Regions from separate parts of the Bicyclus anynana genome. Here region 2 is linked to region 1. The links are chromatin contacts, called in public Hi-C maps. All regions are on one chromosome and are shown on one strand. Each heading gives the region's core, a stretch centred on a gene start, on an enhancer-like site or on the middle of the called end of the contact. The rest is flanking DNA. Distances are from core to core; before and after follow the strand shown.

Region 1 (4,343 bases), core at 176-2,675:
ATCATTCGGACATCTTCACAAACTTTCTATACTTATTATCAACATGAAGTAATGATAGGTTTTATTAGATAAGTAATTGCTTGTGAGAAAAAAAATGGAGAGTTGCATACAGTGTCGTAAATCCGCAGACGTATAAGTGCATCTGTATACCTATACATCTTTGTTTTTAATGATCTCTGTATCTCAAATTCTCACTATTAGGTGCTTTCTCTTGTCCACTCACCAAATAAAGAGATTCAACTTATTCACACATTATTTCCATTCATCGTTTAATGTGTGATGACTTTAATGTTTGTTTGTTTGCATATTTTCTCTGTGATCCCTACAAAACAATGGAACTAGACCAACTAGCTTTTATAAGTAGCTTACTTTAAATACTTGTTTGTTTTAAATACGAGCAAGTTAAAGTATACTTAACTATTAATGTATCTATTTATAAAAGTAAAGAGGATATTATTGAAACATCGTCAGAAGTTGACAAAGAATGAAATTCTATAAAATTATCAAAATTGTCGCGCAACATTCAAAAAATTATGTCTTGAAATTTTGGAATTTCAAATAACTTCTATCAACGTAATTAAAATTAATTGCCTAGTTGTTTTTAAAAATAGTTGTTAGTTTTCGAGTGAAAAGTTGATTGTCGTGAATAATGTATTTTTTCTGTAAAATAGGTAAAAGTTGAGCGTTAACTTTCTCAACAAGATGTGGCAGCGGGGAAAACTTAGATTATACTTTTGACTTTCAGTGGTAACTGCATATTTAAACAGCAAACTAAGTTAGGAGTTGCAACTCTAACACGAACACTTTCAACATCTTGTTCTTTAATTTCTTTGTCTAGTTAACAAGTTGGGAGATGGTGAATCAGTAGAATAGCATTTTAATGGATTTAGCTCTTTGTCTTCAGACTTCTTAATTCAACTAAAAAATATTGTCCAAAATTAAAATCAAATTCTTTATTTTAAAGATAGGTTTACGAGTACTTTTGAAACGTCAATTTCGATTTGTAAAGACTACCACCGATTCGGAAGGTTCTTCTTCGACACCCCACTTATTGATTTTGCAGTTTCCCGATTTTAAAACTTGATTCAAATCAAATGAACGATGAGTAATTGCAGCAATTTTTTCATAGGCAACACCTGCGAAATCTAGCAATGGAATCTTTAGCTACTAGTGTTATTGCTCAGGAATGTATCAATAATAAGGCAGATAATAATGATGATTGTACAGCGAATACAATATACTCATCCATCTCGAACGATAGATGTAATCAAGTGAAATATTGCGAAGGAAACCGTCAGCTTTCAAATATTCTGAGATTTTCTCGTAACAAAAAAAGCGGCGAAACGAGTTGTATCATCTAGCTGTTCTACTTAAACGGTTGCATTGAAGAGAAGAGAAATGTGGCGTAGGGTCTTGAGAGGGCGTTGAGAGGGGGGAGGACCGGTCAATGAACTCTACGGCCATGGTACTCCTGGCCTACATGACATATCTACAGTTGATATATTTTATGCGTTCAGATCAAAATTAACCAATTAAGCACGTAATGTCGTCTTAGTAGAAAAATATTATTTGTCATAGTAAGCATAGTGTGTACTTGTATTAAAGACACTATATGTTTTGATGATGCCGTTAGAAAATCAAAGAAATCCTACGGCCAAATCGTCCATCGTTAGATTATATAAAATTCTGTGGTTAGAAAAATAAGTAAATATACAAATTCCATATTAAAGACGTAGGTAGATTATGCTTAAAACTTATTTCAACTAGACATGAGATAACAAGTTCAAATTCAAAACCCGACAGTCATAATATCAACTAGAACACTGTCGAACAATATCATAATAGAAAAAGCCATTAGCTCCGGATCGGTTTATAGAGTCTACATCGTGTACTTCGTAATTATTATCTCAATCAGGTAAGATTAAAAAAAACCCATTTTACAATTATTGGTTTATTAGTTCATAAGCTACGAACAGACAGACAGATACATTTTATTTGCAAATGAATTTGTAACGGCTGTCTCATAATTCACAGTGAAACCTCAAACGGTCAGTAGGTATTCCAAAGTTTAAGCCGAGTTCTTTTGCGAAATACTCAAACAATATCTTCCAAAGCCGTTTGTAAGACTGCGTAACAATCTTAGCAAGAATCGTTGAATTAACCACATTCATTGGAAAACTTCTTGGAAACTTTGCCTCTCCGTCCACAGTTCCACCATCGTAATGACCACTCAAAATGAATAAGAGCTTTTGGAGCGTCTGGAAACATCAATTAGCGACTCAATGCGGTTTGAAATACGGAATAATTTTGTTTGTCACCATAATGTAGAAGAAATGCTATTAAACCGAATAGTACTCGAATGTTGGTACCATCAGTTATTCTTAAGATAAAATTATATATGTGCATCGAATCAAAAATCGAATAGATAGAAATCTATTCGTATCAGGTGTTAACCAATCACTTTGCTTGCTTTCCCACTGTACGAATTTTGATCAAGTTTTCTCCGATTAGGAGTAGTTTTATTAAAATTACCACTAATAAACCTTTGATTTAAAACAATAAAGAAGATTTATTTAAAAAAAGATAGAAATAGGCTTACAGTTATGATACAAGTCTATTATAAGGAAACCCATATTACTAAATTATATTTATTTTGGCGTTTCGTAAATATGAATGAAAATATAATTAAAAAGCCCTTTCGCAGATATTTTTTTTCACAAGCAGCTTACATTACAAATATTCAATTCACTATATTAACTTTCCAAGTAAAACGCCTTTTTATGTCTTTCATGACGTAAGTTTGAAGAAAGCGAAAATAAAAATGCGGAGAGCAAAAGTTTTCCTTATAGCGACTTTTTCCTCAGTAGGTCTCTTTTTTCAGTGAATATTATAAAAAAGACGGCCAAGTTTGAGCAAGATTCGTAGTCGTATAGGGTTCCGTTTACTATACCCGCATATCAAATAGACCAAGATTAAGAAATGACAAATGTGAAAAAGCTCTCTCATAGTGCAATTTTCCAATCGTTCTTAAATATGTCTCTAAGTAAAGCTGTTAAATGGTACTTTACTGATATTGAACGAAATGGTGATGAATTTTTAATGCCTGGACAAAGTTAGCTACCCTCCTTAACTTATAATTGCCTAATTATAGCATTAAAAATCCAGAAGGCTGTTAATATACTCGTAAAATATGAAGAAGTATGTTGACCCTTAAGTAAATAAATGAATTATTATTTCAACTTAACTTTGTGGTTTAAATGATATTTTAACACACAACAAAACATCTTTGAAATTTTATATTCCTTAAAGGAACCCAAAATATAAGAGGAGAGAAGTGTCATTTGAATTTAATCCCTTGGCGACCATGAGATAAGGCGTTTGTAAGATCTCTCAGAGAAAAATAAGGTTTACGCGTTAGATATCGCAGATCTTTTATAACATTTTCACTCCCGAGATTACTTGTCATGAAGAATCGGTTGGTGAGAACATTAATTAGGGAACCATGGTATCATGTTATCGATTGTAATAGCGATAATTCTGGGACATGACTACATAGCATGGTCCACAACGCAGATCTTCTAAGACTACATTAGAACAACCACAATCATATAATGTAGATTATTCCAACATTATTATATACCCTAATATGATATTACCACTAATTGTCTTTTTTTATTAGAGGATATACTTTTAGTAACTTTTCAAATCTACTTATAAAACTTTATTCAGCCAAAGGTAGTTTGGAACTGTCAATTTATAAGTAGAACACATTGTTGGCTATTTTCGTAAGAAGAGTAGTTACATAAGTTATTACTGTAAAAGGTTCTCAGATTCAATGAAGAAATAAACTTCTAACTCTTCTCGCCCAAATTTAACACCTACTAACTCTCATCAAAGCGTGCCTTTTGCATGAAACCTATTCTTAACTTCTCTACAAACCACCAAAATTAAAATGTGCACCATCTGTCCAGAATACATAATTTGAAACTATAATAAAATGCTTTTAAATTATTTTATAATTGATCTAAGAAAAATGCAACGTTCCGAGAGGAGTCACGGCAAACTGATTATAACTTCTCAAATAAGCTAGAAAGACTAATTGAAATTAAATGTATACGTAATATATATTAGCTTCGATTTTTAGCTTACATGTCTAGAGTAGCAGTAAATAGCAAAATTTTGTATGCAATATTACTTTATTATAATAGTGCACTATTCATTATCCTTTTATTAATTAAATATATCACTTGTGTTGTATGGAATTAAAAGAATTCTTACGCATTGTACCGGTCCATAATAGTATGCAAACACCATTACGTAGAAAACTATTTGTTAAGAATTCA
Region 2 (4,714 bases), core at 1,249-3,748, 34 kb after region 1:
TAGGTAACATCATCATCACCAAGAACCCGTATTCGGCTCACTGTTGAGCACGAGTCTCTCAGAATTAAAAGGTAGTACACCATGCTGGCCATATGCAGATTAGCAGACTTCACACACATAGAGAATTAAGATAATTCTCAGGTATGCAGATTTCCACACTATATTTTTCCTTCACCGTTTGAGGCACATGATATTTAATTTCTTAAAAAGCACATACCTAACTGAAAAGTTGAATTTGCATACCACGGAACGGATTCGAACCTACACCCGCGAATCGAAAGCAGGTGTCATTTCCACTGGGCTAAGTGCGTCACTAATTAGGTATAGTAGGTAAAGGTACATCATCGTCATCACCCATATTCGGCTCACTGCTAAGCTCGAGTCTCCTCTCAGAATGATAGGGGTTAGGCCAATAGTCCACCACGCTGGCCCAATGCGGATTGGCAGACTGCACACACACAGAATATTTGAATATTTGAAAATAGCAGACAGATAATATGTATTAATAATTTACTAAATTTATTTCTGCTTTACTGACGATTGTAGTCACTACAACCTAAAACCAAATCGCCTTCTGAAAATAGACTATCTATACCTACCGTCTATGCAATTTTATCTTACTTTAAATGAAGTTCCAACAGTTGTGATAAGTTTTTTGCCGCTAAGGGAGATTTAAATTTTCCCAAGACTGGTTTATCACGCTTCAAGTAGCGTCATGGAAAACTGTTGCGATTATATAAAACTGAAACATTTAGTTTTATATAACAGCAACACTTTTGACTTTTAGGCTGACTATAAACACGGTGTTAAGAATATCTATTATTATTATTTTAATACTAATTATACATAAATTAATTAAACTAGTTAAACCATGGATTTATCAGTAAAATATTTTCTGTTTGTCATGGAAAACTTTTTTTATTCATTTGTTTAAACCAAGTAACATTAATACATACGAGTTCTATATAAGTAGAAAATGTTAAGTTTAAAGTTTTTGTCACCTATATTTTTCGTAGGGCTTATCCCTATGCAATATCACACCAAATGTTAATTAAATTGTTAAATGTGTTTCATTTAAGGAAATAAAGGCGAAAATATGTTATAGGTTAAAACTACATTATTTTGTTTAAATTGAATATTAATTGGAACTTGTATTACCAACATGGCTTTTGAAGCTCAAAAGAACGGGTTTCCTGTTATCGGTAATAGAAACCGGTAATTACTCGTGTAGACTGTATAATTGACACTGTCATTGGTAATGCAGTTGTAATATTAGAGTGTGCAAGGCGAACCACACATCGACACTTTGACATTGCGGCCTTCCGAATAATGGTAGGCGCCCACAGATCCGCATCGTACGTATCGGACGCATTGCATCAAACGGATTTTTATAATAGAGAAGATAGGGGACTAGACCATTAAAACTGAGGCGGACAAATCTGCATATTTTTGTCTTAATTTCATTTAGTCGCTTATTAAACAATGAACGTTATTTAAACAAATAATACCTAAATATTATCTACAGTATCGAGTTGTGTGTTCAGGAAGTATAAAAACTACATATACTTACATAAATATATAATGTAACTAAACACAAAATTTTGCATGTGTGCGCTCAGTGGAGTAACTAAATTCGGATCACTTCTTGCGCTGATTTTGTAGGCACGGAACATATCTTTAGTATAAAATATCGTTGATTGCATCAAACGGATTTTTAATTCTACGTTAGATTAAATCCGTTCGATGCGATCCATACGATGCGGATCAGTGGACGCACTTGTATGACTTTCTGTACAAAGAATACTAAAATCCACTTGATGCGACGCGTCCGATGCGTACGATGCTGATCTGTGTACGGCTCTCGTAACTATGTACAAAAAAGCGTTAACTTTAGCGTTTTCTATATTCTGTGACATTAACATTATATTGAAAAAGTTACGAAGTTAGTTATGATAAATAAGTGGGCAGTAGTGGACTATTAAAATAGCAGCCTACTTCAATGGTCCACTTCAGGGTCGTTAAAATGGGGCTGCTGCTATTACACCACCAACATCCCAATTCCGGACTGAAAATTTAAAAATCTGCAGAAAAAAATAAAATAGAATAATTGCGGGATAGGTTTTATGAGGCGAAAGAAGTCATCACTAGAGTAATAAATAGGTTTTTGTTTTTTATTCGTACGTACGTACAAGAAGTTCAAAAAAACGGACTTCTATAGCCTTCATACCTAATGTAGAATATACATGGCAGAAGTTAACGCTAAAGATGATCAATCTTTTTTAAATGTTTGATGATTCTTTCCCTACATTTTCAATGAAAATACCAAGTTATCTGTACCACAAAATCTTCATATCACATTTTAAAAATCGCACGCACGCAATAGCAAAAAAATACTCTTTCGTGTAAAACACAAACATCTTGTTATACTAAACAGTAGGTGAATGCAAGTGAACATTACGAGAGAGAGAAAGGTGGCAATGAAAGTGATCAGTTGTACCAATGATTGCTTCTCGAAACCGCACCATCACCGAGACGAGTACGAACGTGCAGTACGAATCACGTTAGTTAGTAGGTTCTGTGACACACGCTTTGAACGTGAAGCTTTCTTGAACCTAATGTAAGGAAATATCTATTTACTAGCAGACGCAAGTGACTTCGTCTGCCTAATATACGTCATCTGGCCCTCTCCCAAAAATAACCTTTTACCTTTTTTGAAGTAGATGCGATGCATGAAGCACAAAATGTCTTCGATCACAGATTGACGCAAAAGGATAACAAGATGTAGATTGTGAGTACAATAAAAGATATGAATCACTAAGTACCGTCTATTGTTATATTTGTGATTCTTCCTCATTCCTTTCATTGTGATTGGATGCAGGAGTTAATTTATTGGTCACTATGGATGGACTTTGAACATCTATCTTCTATATATATATAAAAATGAATTGCTGTTCGTTAGTCTCGCTAAAACTCAAGAACGGCTTAACGGATTTATCTTATCTTGGTCTTGAAATGTTCGTGGAGGTATAGGGAAGGTTTAAAAGGTAGGGCAGGGGTAGGGCAGGGGTAGGGTAGGGGTAAGGTAGGGGTAGGGTAGGGAAAACCTCTTATGTCAAAACGAAGCTTGACCGGGTCCGCTAGTCTTAGATAAATATAAATATGTTTTAACTTAGGAGTGAGTATCGGTTGACGGTTTTAGACGTGCTAAGTACATTGTAATTTCTTTAGTGAATTCGATGAAGTTAAATTACTTGAATTTAATTTATTGGTTTGTAAATTATTTTATTTATATGCATATTATTTAAAAACATCCAATTTGTTTACTACATTTCATTTAATTGAATTTCAAACTGTGGACAATTATTGGTTTTAATAATTTTCGCCACATGGAGCAACATTGTCGAGAATTAAGTTAATGTTAGTGTTAGGAGTCACGAACCTCAGTAATGAGGAATACAAAGCAAGGAGGAAGAGGATATTTTGCATCAATACATGCATAATATGGTTATTATATAATTTAATTACAATGTAAGTAATATCCCCAAATATCCATCATATCTCCCGCTCTGTTTATTTTCTAATTTGCTTATCAGCGACCTTGTTTTATATCTCCTCTCATTACTCATTTGTTAGACTTGTTGTCTTCGTGATATCGCCTCAATACTACTTTACTTTGCTACTGTAAACCTTAACATTAGTTAAATATTTAAAGTATTCTGTTTCAAACAGTTTGAAATATTACTATGGATTTCAATTATTTAAACAATACCTACTTAACCAATGATGTTTTTATACATGTAGTATATATAAATATACTATTTTTATTATTATATATATTTTTTTTGTTGCACTATCCCGCATTTAATTACAATAATTCCTTTATCCAAAGGTTGTCTGGTAGATATTGCTATAAGCAATAAGACCGCCTTTGCACATACTTGTTTTCTATATTTTCCTTTTTTTTCTTTGTTATTCTTTTTGTTTTGTGCAATAAAGTATAAATAAATAAATAAATAAAGATGTTAAACACTGTTAGATGCGTTACTAGTTCATAGGCGCTCAAAAGGCGAAATTGCCACATCTCAATGTTAGTTGTGGTCAATAACGAACGTTAAAACAAATCATACTTAAATATCGTCTACAATGTCGAGTTATGTGTTCAGGAAGTGTAAAAACTATATATCTATGCTAATATTATAAAGCTGAAGAGTTTGTTTGTTTGTTTGATTGAACGCGCTAATCTGGAAATACTGGTTCGATTTGAAAAATTCTTTCAGTGTTAGACAGCCCATTTATCGAAGAAGGTTATAGGCTATATATTATCCCCGTATTCCTACTGGAACGGGCACCACGCGGGTGAAACCGCGCGGCGTCAACTAGTACATAAATAAATAACGGGATTATAGACAGAATTGTGCATGTGTGCGCTTAGTTTTGTAGCCTAATATTCGGATCACTTTTTGCAGTGATTTTGGAAGGACATAACCGATCTATAGTTTAAAATTATCATTACTTATCCTATTCAAGGATTCTACATATTTATAACGGTATGTGTTCGAACGTGTTCCTCGTCCGTTTAACTAAAGTTTCCATTATGAATATCATTATCTTGGAAGTGAAATCTGCCGCCGTACTCGTAAAACCCCCGGGTTAGGTGGAAAGCTGGTAATAACGTACAAATTACTACATCCTCGCGGTTCGATGAACCCGACAA

Evidence for each region. Hi-C and Micro-C count contacts between places; a contact is called where the count stands out from the background.
Region 2: a contact with region 1 is called in a Hi-C map of whole body, with 2.3 times the contacts expected there. The contact joins two enhancer-like sites. A contact is called at or near these places in 2 of 2 Hi-C or Micro-C datasets (whole body and whole larva).

Annotation. Positions count from the first base shown.
Region 1 is chr5:11,982,561-11,986,903 of ilBicAnyn1.1, forward strand. All of the region lies in intron 2 of LOC112047587 (plasma membrane ascorbate-dependent reductase CYBRD1-like), which reads right to left. Among protein-coding and RNA genes, the nearest start is that of LOC112047579, 33 kb to the left of the region's middle. Within about 2 kb of position 1,426, at least 7 of the 8 cell types and tissues checked have open chromatin away from gene starts, as enhancers often do.
Region 2 is chr5:12,015,228-12,019,941 of ilBicAnyn1.1, forward strand. The region is part of intron 2 of LOC112047587 (plasma membrane ascorbate-dependent reductase CYBRD1-like); the gene reads right to left. Among protein-coding and RNA genes, the nearest start is that of LOC112047587, 50 kb to the right of the region's middle. Within about 2 kb of position 2,499, at least 3 of the 8 cell types and tissues checked have open chromatin away from gene starts, as enhancers often do.